Linked DNA regions of Sus scrofa: region 2 is linked to region 1. A link is a contact called in public Hi-C data. All regions are on one chromosome and are shown on one strand. The core of a region is the stretch at or near the end of the contact, and the rest is flanking DNA. Distances in the headings are between cores, read along the strand shown. Region 1 holds the start of TRA2A (transformer 2 alpha homolog). Region 2 holds the start of CCDC126 (coiled-coil domain-containing protein 126).

Region 1 (6,120 bases), core at 3,014-5,513:
TAGATTGAGCAAATTACTACCCCTCAGTGAGAGAATCTCGTATATAAAAATCTTCCCCCATTTCTGCTATTCTTTAACAAGCTATCTTAATACACACAAATTTAAATTCCAAATCAAAACAGCCAAATTTGTGTTTTGCTCTTTATTTTTATCATACGATTAATCATTTCATATATTAAGAGGGGAACACTGGGAGTCTGTTTTATAATATTCCAGGTATTCAAGAAGCCAGAACAAGCTCTGAATAAAGGAGGAAAGAATAAGGACTATCTTTCCTCTTTATCCTACAAAGCACAGACAATTGTGGAATTATAATAAGACCCTTACATGATAAAAAAAAAAAGTCTTTAACCTCTTTTAAAAACACCAATATAAATTTGTGGGCCATTGTGAAAGAAAAAAATTAGAAACAACTCATTCTTTTTATGAAGATGACATGCAAAACTCATAGTTCAAGTACCAACCTCACTGCCAGCTCCAAAAGACATTTCCTCTTAAGGTTCTGTTAACTTGATATACATGTCACAAACAAATTGCTCATGTTGGCCTATTTTAATGGCACTACTATTCTCCTGGATCCCTTGAAAATGTCTATTCAGTTTAGACCTAATTTTTCATAAGCTCCTACCTTAAATATTTCAAGTGTGCCCTGCTGATCTTCCTGTACCGGTCTCTGTTCTTTGCTAAAATTCACTATGCCATCCAAGAATTAAGAATCCATAGACAGCTCATTAGTGAATACTAGATTAAGTCCAAATTCCTAAAACTAAAATTCGAAATGCTTCAATACCTGACTAGTCAAATCTATCATGTCTCATTACTCTAGCAACCTCACTGTTCCACCCTTACAATGTTCATATTTCCCTAATCATAAGAGCCAATGTACTTTTTCCATACTAAAGCTTTCCCTTTCTCATAGGCACACAAAACTGCTTCAAATTCTTTATTAATTTTATCACATACCACTTCATCATATACTTACTTTTACCCAGATATGAGCTGTCAGTCATCTCAAATCAGACTCCAAGTTCTCTTTCCCTTAAGAACACCTGGCTTTTACTAAAAAGGCAGCAGATGCTCAAAAGTTTTACCTCGAGTAGAAGGCAATTTTGTTGGTTAACTGTCAGTGTTACTTACGACAAAATTTAGTCAATTATATTTTCTTTCCTAAAGGTCTTTTATTCTAGTCCTTTAAAATGCAAGAGATATTAATCTATAATGGAAAAGCAAGCTCCTGTAGCTGTTTTTAGCAAACTCCATAACTGCTCTGAGACACTGAAGTGCAGTGTACTCTTTTCAAAAAAGTAACCAAAAATATACAGCATAGTGTATGTATGAAATGAGCAACGGACTGGTACTTGTAAACAGTCCTATTTCTTCCATGTGTTTCCAGTCTCTAGAAAGTTATCCTCTAATTTTAAGAATCTTTTCAATAAGATAGAGTTAATATGCACTATTAATATTGACTCTGTACACTTAGCAAATGAAATCTGAATACTGACCCATCAATTTTAGTCAATTCTCTATTTCAGTCAAAAAGTTTGAGATACAACAACTACTTAAAACACTTCGGAAAGATCATCTGAAAACACTTTTTTGAGCCTCTCTGAAAGGTTATAACATTTACTATTTATTTATTTAGTTTAGGGCCACCCTCACAGCACATGGAAATTCCCAGGCTAGGGGTTGAATCAGAATTGCAGCTGCTGGCCCATGCCACAGTCACAGCAACGTGGGACCCAAGCAGTGTCTGAGACCTACACACAGCTTGTGGCAACGCTGGATCTTTAACCCACTGAGTAGGGCCAAGGATCAAATCCCGGTCCTCATGGATACTTGTCAGATTGGTTACCGCTAAGTCACAACAGGAACTCCGGTTATTACATTTAGGTACAAAAATACAACAAATGTATTCTATAAAACCTTTTTAAAAAAATTTAAATAAATTTTATTGGACTATAGTTGATTTAGAAAGTTGTGTGAATTTCAAGTGTACAGCACAGTAAATCAGTTAAACATATTTTATAAAATCTTTCTAAACTGCTGGTTTGTGGTTAGCAGATAAAAGATCACTGTAATTTAAAAACTAAAAGCATTGGTGAATATGAAATTGCCTTGAGAATCAAAAAAAGGTACACACTCAGAAAAGTTTCTAGCATTCTTCTAATTCTTCAACCAATTATGAATAAAGACAATTACCTCAACCTACAAAAAAGTAATATAAGTAACAGGTGAACCTATTCATTACTCAATTTGGTTCATTTCATACCTGGGTATCACGTGTGGGGAAAAATTTTTTCTATAACCACAAACGTTGTAAAAGGGGAGGAAAAAGAAGGCAAAAACTTTTTCTCTATTAAAAGAAATTAAGTGCCATGCATTTTAGGTTAAAATTGGGTGGGAACCTTACATGTATTACTTTCTTGGATGGGTAAGGTAACAATCATCAAGAACTTGCTCCTTCCTTAACCTGATGACTAAATAAAATTTTAAAAAAATAAAGGAAAACAAGGTCTCAGATAGTAGTCCTCTTCACTTCTCCACAAACCAAAACAAATACCAACTTCTCGAGATTATAGTGAAGTTAATTTAAGAGGCAGCAAAATTTCTTCCATAGCCACCTAACATTTTCAAAACAAGAAGCAGCTCACAACTATCCCCAAATATCATTACGTGATTTTTAAAAAGTTTTGTTGGGATAATCAATACCACCCATTCTAAAAAATTCAGTAAGCTCAACTATTCCTTTCTATCTATGACCCAGAAATATGACCTAGAGAAACCCAATCTTAAAGGCATTAAAGATAACTTTTTTTGGTTTCCAATCTCAAAAAGAACAAAAGCCTAAATCGACCCTCTGATTTAACTGTCTGGTTCCAGATGCTTATCTTATGAGTTTCTAAAAAAAGACAAAACTCATTCCATCCACACACCTTAAGTGTTTTTTGTTTTCTTTCTTTCTTTTTGCGTTTCCCCTAGTAACCAGAATACCAACACAAGAGCAGAAAAATGCTGCCTGAGGACTTTCTTTTCCGAGTCTTACACTAATTCACTTCCATCAATTTTCACTAAGAAAGTTACTTCGGAAATTTAACCCAATCATCGCTAAATGTTCAGTACATTTAAGCTGAAGATAACCTATCTTTGTGATGTTTATATTTACCGACCCAAAATAATGAAAAACTTTGATCCCTCTTTGCTGGAGGATGGGCTGAGAAGGGAAATGGGAGAGGGTCTGTACTTTGAAGGTATCCTTTTGAGCTGAGAGGATAGCATACACTATTGCAAAAATACTGAGCCATGAAATTTGTTCGGTTATGTAAGATTAAGACAAAAGATTCCCTCTTTTGCTTTTTACCGTCAAAACCTGTCAAGTAGTGGTCAGTGTTTAGACGAAAGGTCATAGGAAGAAAAAGCATTTGAAGTTGAGATATAGAGAAAGAAGAAAAAACCCAACATCAAGGAATCAGAAAAGGCATTATAGCATTTTCACATTCATTGTGCAGTGAAAGGAAAGCAGAAGGGACATTAAGGGAAAAAGGGCTCCTTGCGTAGTTTTCCCCTCACAGCTCTCGTCTTAAGAACGCTTAAGGGTCGGTGCGGTCGTTGACTAACCACTTCATTAGGCTCGTCCCACCTTCAACCTCAAGGCTTTCGCCTTTATAGACGCAACGCCGCCGGTTCCAACAGAGACGCGGCCGCTCACTGCAATAGAGAGCCAAGGAGACACAGGCCCCAGCTAGTCCCACGCCAGCTTCTCCCCGCCCGGACAGCAGCCCCGCGCACTTTCGATCCCGAGACCCTCTACGATGCTCGGGGTCGCCAGCAATGCCACCGCAGGAAGCACCTACCACTATCCGGTCGGAGGGGAACTCCCTGCCGTCTCCTCCCGCCCCACCGCGACGGGGACCCACATCTCGGAACAGAGATAAGGAAGCCTCGGGGTGGGGAAATGGGAGAACGCACCGCGGGGGGAAATCGGACACAGGAGTCCAGGTTATCAGTCAGTCTCCAAAAAGCGGGGTAAGGGGGTTAGCCGTGGTGTTTGGGGCAAGAGTGGAACCCAGAAGCCATCTTGGGATGTGAGGAAGCGACCGCGATGGCTCCAGAGGCTGCTCCCCGCGGGCCCCCACAAGGCTCCCCGCAACCACGCCCGACCGCGCTTGTCCCCGTGAAACCCCGAGCATCGGGCCGCCGCCGAAGACGGCTCCCGCGGCTTTGTACTCACTCTGCCCTCGAAGTTGTTCTCCTCTACATCACTCATGTCGGCCAGGCGCTCCCCAGAACTAAGTAAGAGACAAGTCTCGGCTTGAGGGCCGATGGACTAATCAACCCGCTGACTCGACTGTGGGGAGGAGGAAAGAGTCGGCAACAGCCGTCGCTCGACTCCACTCCCACTCGGTCGCAGGCTCCGGCAAAATGGCGCCCGCGCCGCCAGAAACCTTCTGGCTTCCCCGGTGCGCGACGTGAGGGGGCGGGGCTTCTCTGTGACGTCAAGAGGCCCCGCCCCCAGAGAGGCTTTACGGAGGACCCGCCTAGCAATACCGCCCCTGGAGCCCCGACCCTTAGCGCGTTGGACCAGAGGACCCCCCCAGACATCTAAACTTCAGACTCCTTTCTAACGCATCAGTACTTTTGAAGATTTTGAAGTCACCAGATGAACTTTTTTTGACCTTGTCGCATTTATATATTTTCCAAGAGAATTCTGATGGATCAGAAAATAGGGGAGTTCCCATCATAGCGCAGTGGAAACGAATCCGACTAGGAAGCATGAGGTTGCGGGTTTGATCCGTGGACTTGCTTAGCGGGTCAAGGATCCGGAGTTGCGGTGAGCCGTGGTGTTTGTCGCAGATGCCGCTCGGATTTGGCCGTGGCTGTGGCGTAGGCCTGAGGGTTACAGCTCGGATTAGATCCCTAGCCTGGGAACCTCCGTATGCCGAGGGTCTGGCCCTAGAAAGATAAGAAGACCAAAAAAAAAAAAAAAAAGAAATCGTCTGCATAATGAGTAGGCTTTTATTTGGGATCTTTTCAACACTCTTTTCTTCACCATTTGCCCTATATAATTCCATTACAGTGATACATGCATAAATTGGATTATAATGAAAAGTCACAGTTCTTTACCTCTCTGCTCCCTGCCTTCCTGAGAAAACTGTCAATTTTATTTTTTTAAATATTGCTTAGTTATCTACTACTATTTTTTGACTTATATATTTCCTTATATCGGCATAGCTAAGACCTCTGTCAGATCTAACCACTTGGTTCCCAATCATGGTAATTTCTGAAGTGACTTTGAGCTTTATTCATATCTTGCAATTTTAAAATGTTTCCTCTTAAAAATCTTTTTCCCATATATATTTTTATATATTTTTTAACATGTGGTATATGGAAGTTCCCAGGCCAGGGGTGGAATTGGAGCTGCTGCTGAGGTTACTCCACAGCAACAGCAACATCAGCAGCTGCTACCTAGACAGAATCCTTAACCCACCGAGTGAAGCCAGGGACCAAACTCACATCTGCACAGAGACAATGTGGGATCCTTAATCCACTGAGCCACATTAAGTACTCCCTTTTTCCCATAGTATTTTGTTTTGTTCACCCATGCATTTGAAAATTCCTGGGTCAGGAATGGAACCTCCGACAGCAGTGAGCTGAGCCATTGCAGTGACAGCCAGTGATCATTAATCCTCTAGGCCTCAAGGAAACTACCGTCATAACACTTTGGGATGAAAAAGTTGATGTGAACCTTCAACCACAGTTCTATGTTAGGAAAGGTAATTGAACATTTTCATGAAGATCACTGCCATTGGGCAAGATTTCTAGATTTGACTGTGTCTGCTATTAATAGAGCTAAACATTTATAACATCCACCTTTTAAAAAGATGATGAAATTTATAATGAGGGAATCAGGTAGATACTATTTGAACCTCCCAATAAATCTTAGCACCATTAAATGAGATAATCATACATGATATACTTGATGTGATATAATCAGAACTACACAGCACCTTCTGTAAGTATTCGTAATTCCTCCAAACTGAATATCACTCAGATATAATTAAGCATTAGAATATCAGATCTATACTCAGATCTAATTAAGCATTAGATCAAACAACAGTTTAC
Region 2 (6,211 bases), core at 3,159-5,658, 48 kb after region 1:
AGGCAGACAGCTCAGGTACTCTGTATCCAGGTTATCCCATGTTTTATACACATGAACTATATTGCCCCTTCTCCTTTGTGTCTGGCTACTATGTGCTTCTCTCACTCAGAGAGAAGTGTTTTTTCTTTGCATATAGTGGATATCACATTTTGCTGTGGCTTTTTGTATATTTATCTTCTCCCCCTTACCATAAGAAACTATGTCATGATTTTACTTGCCTCTGTGTCTTTAATATTTTCATATAGTCACCATAACTACCAACATTTCCTTAGGGCTTGCCATGTGCCAAGCACTATGCAATCTGCTTTATATACATTAACTTGAATTCTCATTTTAATTCTCACAACATCCTTATGACATAGTTACTCTTATTACTGCCGTTTTACAGATGGGGAAACTGAAGCTTAGAGAGGTTATGGGCTTGCCTAAGGTCATAGAGCTGTAAGGCCTAGAATTCAAAGGGTCCAGTCTGACTGCAGACTTATGCTCTTTTTTTTTTTAATTGGGAAATATAACACATAAATGGAAAAATATATAAACAATAAATATACTGTCTAATGAATTATTATAAAACCCACAACAGTGTAACCACTACCCATACTGAGAAATAGAAGTGTTGTAGAATTGCAACCCACTGTTCCTTCCCAGTCTCAATCCCCTACACATAGGGTTTCTTCTGTCTTAATGGTATCCATTCATGTCCTTTTTTTTTTTTCTTTTTGCTTTTAAGGTCACACCCTCAGCATGTGGAGGTTCCCAGGCTAGGGGTTGAATCAGAGCTACAGCCGCCTGCCTATGCCACAGCCACAGCAATGCAGGATCAGAGCCGAGTCTGCGACCTACACCTCAGCTCATGGAAGCACTGGATCCTTAACCCACTGAGTGGAGCCAGGGATCAAACTCATCCTTATGGATACTTGTTGGGTTTATTACCATTGTGCCACAATGGGCACTCCTAAGTATGCATTCTTTTTTTTTTTGTCTTTTGTCTTTTTGTTGTTGTTGTTGTTGCTATTTCTTGGGCCGCTCCTGCGGCATATGGAGGTTCCCAGGCTAGGGGTTGAATCGGAGCTGTAGCCACCGGCCTACGCCAGAGCCACAGTAACACGGGATCCGAGCCGCGTCTGCAACCTACACCACAGCTCACAGCAACGCCGGATCGTTAACCCACTGAGCAAGGCCAGGGACCGAACCTGCAACCTCATGGTTCCTAGTCGGATTCGTTAACCACTGGGCCATGACGGGAACTCCAGTATGCATTCTTTAATTCATGTTTTTAAACTTTATAAAAGTGGAACAATAAGCATACATTCTTTCGTGAGTGGCTTCTTTTTCTTGTTATACATTTTAAGATATATAGATATCTTAATATATTAATGCATTAGTGTGTTTATTATATTTGATGTCTATTATTATATGACAATTTATCTATTTTGCTATTGATAGAGGACATTTTTAGCTCTAACAGCAGTACTGCTGTTAATATTCTTGCACATACATCCTGGAGCACATGAGCCTTTCTTAGGGTTTATATATGGGAGTGACATAATTATCACTCTGTTCCATTTTAGCCATTCTGGTGGGTAGTGTAGTATTACCTTGCTGTGGTGTGAATTCCCTGTTCTCTTACGAGATGGACACTTTCTCATGCTTACTGGTTATTTGAATTTCTTCCTTGGTCATGTGTTTGTTCAAGTCTTTTTCTTCTGACTGTAGTTCTTTACATATTCTGGATATAGTACTTCTCTGAATTCTCCCGTGGTATAGTCGGTTAAGGACTGCTATTGTCACTGCAGCGTCTTAGGTCGCTGCTGTGGCTGGGGTTTGATCTTTGTTCTGGGAACTTCCACATGCTTTGGCTGTCTCCCCCCCATCTCTCTCCCGCCAAAGACTTCTCTTGGTTCTACATGCTGTAAGTTTTTTTTCAGTTTTATTGAGAGATAATTAACATACACTTCTGTGTAAATATGGGACATACAACATAATGCTATAATTTCTTATTTGAGGCTTTTTTTTTTAAAGCTCTTTTATTTATTTTTATTTTATTTTACTTTTTTGGTTGCCCAGCTGCATATGGAAGTTCCTGGCCAGGGAGCAAATCTGAGCTGCTGCACCTGCGACCTGTGCCACAGCTGTGCTAAGACTGGATACTTAACCCACTGTGCTGGGATGGGGATCAAACCTGCACCACAGCAGTGACAATGCGAGATCCTTAACTCACAGTGCCACAGCAGGAATTCCTTAGCTCTTTTAATAAGGTGTCATTTGATGAAACCAAGCCTTAAAATATTAATGTAGATGATGTATAGTTTATTCTATTATAATTAGTGATTTTGGATTAATTTAAAAAGTCTACTCCTACCCTTGAAGTCATGGAGATATGCTCTTATTTTATCTTCTAAAAGCTTTATTATCTTGCCTTTCAAATTTATAATCTAATATCCACCCGGAAATGATTTTTTTGTGTGTAATATGAAGAGCCCGATTTCACTTTTTTTCTTCTAAATGGAAATTTGTCCCAGCATCAATTATTGAAAACCATTCTTTAAGTATTGCGTTGCATCACCTCATGACAATATATATCGAATTCCCATGTATGGATGAGACTTTCTGGTCTCTTTATTCTGTTCTATTGGTATAAATGGTGTATCCTTGATCCAATACCACACTGCCTTAATGATTATTGCTTTATAATAAAGCTTGCTATCTGGTTTCATGAGGCTTTCTCCTCTTCTTTCTTTTACTTCCTTCTCTTCCCCATGTATGCCTGTCTTTGCCCTTGCATTAAAATTTTATTTTTTATTTATATATTTTTTGCCTTTCTAGGGCTGCTCCCGTGGCATATGGAGGTTCCCAGGCTAGGGGTCGAATCAGAGCTGTAGCTGTCGGCCTACACCACAGCCACAGCAACACGGGATCCAAGCTGCGTCTGCGAACTACACCACAGTTCACGGCAATGCCGGATCCTTAACCCGCTGAGCAAGGCCAGGGATCGAACCTGCAACCTCATAGTTCCTAGTCAGATTTGTTAACCACTGCTCTACAACGGGAATTCTGTGCTCTTGCATAAAATTTTAAATTAGCTTCTTAAGTTTCTTTTGCTCTTTGCGCCTGCGCGTGTGCACACACACACACACACACACACACACACACACACTGAGATTTATGTGGAATTGCACTGGATCTACAGATAAATCTGGGGAGAACTTATATCTTTCAGTACTGAAACTTCCAATTTGTGAACATATATTATCATCTTTTGTTTAGGTCTTTTTCAGTGTTTTAAAATGTTTTTTTTTGGAGTTCTTGCTGTGCCACAGAGGATTAAGAACCTGACTGCAGCACCTTGGGCCGCTGCTGACATATGGGTTTGATCCCCTGCCCAGCTCAATGGGATAAAGGATCTGGTGCTACCGGCAGCATAGGGCACAGCTTGACTCATTCAATCCCTGGCTTGGAAACTTCTATATGTTTCAGGGCAGCAATTAAAAAAATTTTTTTGGAGTTCCTGTCATGTCTTAGCGGAAACGAATCCGAATAGTAACCATGAGGTTTCGAGTTCGATCCTTGGCCTCTCTCAATGGGTAAAGAATCTTATGTTGCCTTGAGCTGTGGTGTAGGTTGTAGACTGGGCTTGGATGTGACTTTGCTAGTCGTAGGCCAGGGGCTATAGCTCCAATTGGACCCCTAGCCTGGGAACCTTATTATGCCTCGGGTGAGGCCCTGAAAAAAAAATTGTTTTTCTTCATGTAAGTCTTGCATATCTTTGATTGATTTATTCCTCCATATTTGATACTTGTTTGACGCTATTGTAAGCTTCAAATTTCTAACGAAAAAAATTCAGTTCTCTTTTTTCCTGGAGTATAGAAATATGAATTGGTTTAAAAATACTGTATCCATTAACCTTGTTGAACTCATTAATTGTAACATTTTATCTTTAATTCTTTTCGATTTGTCACATAATATTATTAATTTCTTCCCTTCATGTTCAGTCTTTAGTCCTTTTATTTTTCTTGCCTTACTCCATTGGCTAAGAACATTCCAGGGCAATAACCGGCATTCTTGTTAGTAGTATACTTTAAATCACTGCTAAGCCCTTCTACCTCGAGCCAGCAGTGTGTAATTGCTGGTTCCCAGCTGGAGGATTTGATTGAGCCGCCCACGCTCTTCTTTCAGCAGCTGCAACGAATTAAAGCAGAAAGCACGCCTCCCTCAAGCTCATCCCGGATTCCAAAGAAGGAGCTGGCCGCCCTCTCCAGTTGCCACGCAACGGCGTCATCCTGACCGGGAGTAGGTGTGCGCCGGCTAGAAGCACGTGCCGCCGCTTCCGCATTCCGGGGACTACATCCCCCACAATGCCGCGCGCCGCGGCCAGCAGGTCTCCGAAGTGGGGGGAAGGGCCGGGCCAGGAGGCGGAGCGGAAGCGGAGTGTGAGGGGCGAGAAGAGTAGAATCTCCACAACCCGGGAATCAATCTTGTCTGTGACTCCCAGTGCTCGGCCTTCCTCCTTCCGACCTGAAGGCTGCTTCCCAAGCGCGGGACGCCGCTGACGTCTGTTATTCGGATTTCGCTGCGCCGTTTTGGTTCGGGAGCCCGTTGGCGTCGGCGACGGTGACGAGAAGCCCCGAGACAAGGTAATGAGGAGGGGGCAAGAGGGAAGCGGCGGGGGCAAGTGGGAAGCGGCGGGTGGAGGCATCTCCGCCGGCTCGGCCGCGCCTCTCGCGGATCCTCTTGGGCAGGGCGGCCGCCCCTTCTCCGCCGCGCCCCGCCCCCCGCCCTATCGGGGCCGCTGCTACCCGGCGGCTGCGGAGACCCGGCTCGGGCACTGTCCGGCAGCCCCGGGTCACTGTCGGGAGGCTCTTTGTCCCTGCCCTTCGATTCTGACAGTCGCGGCTCTGTGGGCCCTGGGCGGAGAACCGAGCGCGGCGGACTTCGTCCCGCGGCAGCAGGCGCGAGGAGCGCCGGTCCAGAGCTGAGGGGATGGAGCGCCCGTGCGGCAGTAGCACTCTCTTTCTTTTTCTGTTTCTGACAGCTCAGTTCTGTTCTACTTAGAAAGTCAAATGCCCTTTTTCACTTTTCCCTTCGAAACTTAGCTCCTGGATGACTAATAGGGATGAACTTAAACTGTGTCGACTGTGGCTGGTCTCACAAGCCTTATTAAGTAAGAGTGGCTCAGACAATTTCGATTCCAGCCTAATCGACTCACTGCCTGGCCTTAGTGACCTTGGTTAATTAAAGGCTCTAAGCCTGAGTTTTCTCTTCAATCAAGTGGCAGTAACAACACACACCTTTTAAGATGCTGGAATAAGAAATAGTATGCTTACAAACGCCATGAATTCTTCATTTGATGAAAAAATTCTTTGAGTTTGGTACTTACATTAGCTATACTGAAGTGGCATCTAGATGTTGTTTTTCCTTGTTTAATCATAAGCACTCCAGGTCGTGTATTCTTCACTTTATATACTTTATTCGTCTTAAACCTAAGACAGGAATTCTTTAAAATATGCAGTCTTCTCAGTTTCCGCAGTTTGAAGATGGCTGAGAAGGTTCTTAGGAAATTGATGACTCTGCTGTGGATCAGCTTTAGAGATACAAGGACTTATTCACCCCACCCCCACTCCCAGCCGAGTCCTGTGGGGGATCCTTAGAGGAGCTCAAGTATTTGTTTTGGCAGAGTAAACATCTAGGTGTTCTGCAATCCTTAGTGGGGCTTCATCACTTTACCCTAGTTCAGTATTTTTCTTTCTCTACACTTTCCCGCTGGCTAGTAGTTTTCCCCCTTTGGGATTTGTGTTTCCAAGTTGTAGTTTTTGTTCTCAGAATAAGTTGAATGATTGCAATAAATTTTCTAAGGAATGACTTGAAACGTTTCCCATTAGTGCTTTAGATTCAGTTGTTCTTGAACTGTTTTCTCTTGAATTTTACTGATAGAGGTGATGTTTTTCTTCAAGGAAATTTTTATGGTCCTTAGTTGAAATTGTTTTTATTTAGAATGTCTGTTCTGTACTACTTTGAGCTCAAACACTGTTCAGCAGTATGTGAAATAACATGTTCTGAGTAATGCTAGTGTTTTTTTTTTTTTTTTGGCCCAGAGGGCGGTGTGTGGAAGTTCCCAAGCCAGAGATTGAACCTGCACCACGGCAGCAACCCAAGCCACTGCAGTGACACTGCCAGATACTTAACCCACTGCGCCACAAGAAAACTCCCTGAG

Evidence for each region. Hi-C and Micro-C count contacts between places; a contact is called where the count stands out from the background.
Region 2: a Hi-C map of skeletal muscle shows a contact between it and region 1, with 3 times the contacts expected there. The contact joins the promoter of CCDC126 here to the promoter of TRA2A in region 1. A contact is called at or near these places in 4 of 47 Hi-C or Micro-C datasets (brain, heart right ventricle and skeletal muscle) and 1 of 2 datasets of contacts at active chromatin or transcription factors (alveolar macrophages).

What each region holds. Positions count from the first base shown.
Region 1 is chr9:92,319,322-92,325,441 of Sscrofa11.1, forward strand. TRA2A (transformer 2 alpha homolog) reads right to left here and starts at 4,264. Exons shown (of 8, transcript NM_001077223.1): 1 at 4,229-4,264. The coding sequence starts at 4,264.
Region 2 is chr9:92,367,662-92,373,872 of Sscrofa11.1, forward strand. CCDC126 (coiled-coil domain-containing protein 126) reads left to right here and starts at 4,409. Exons shown (of 3, transcript XM_003357478.4): 1 at 4,409-4,634.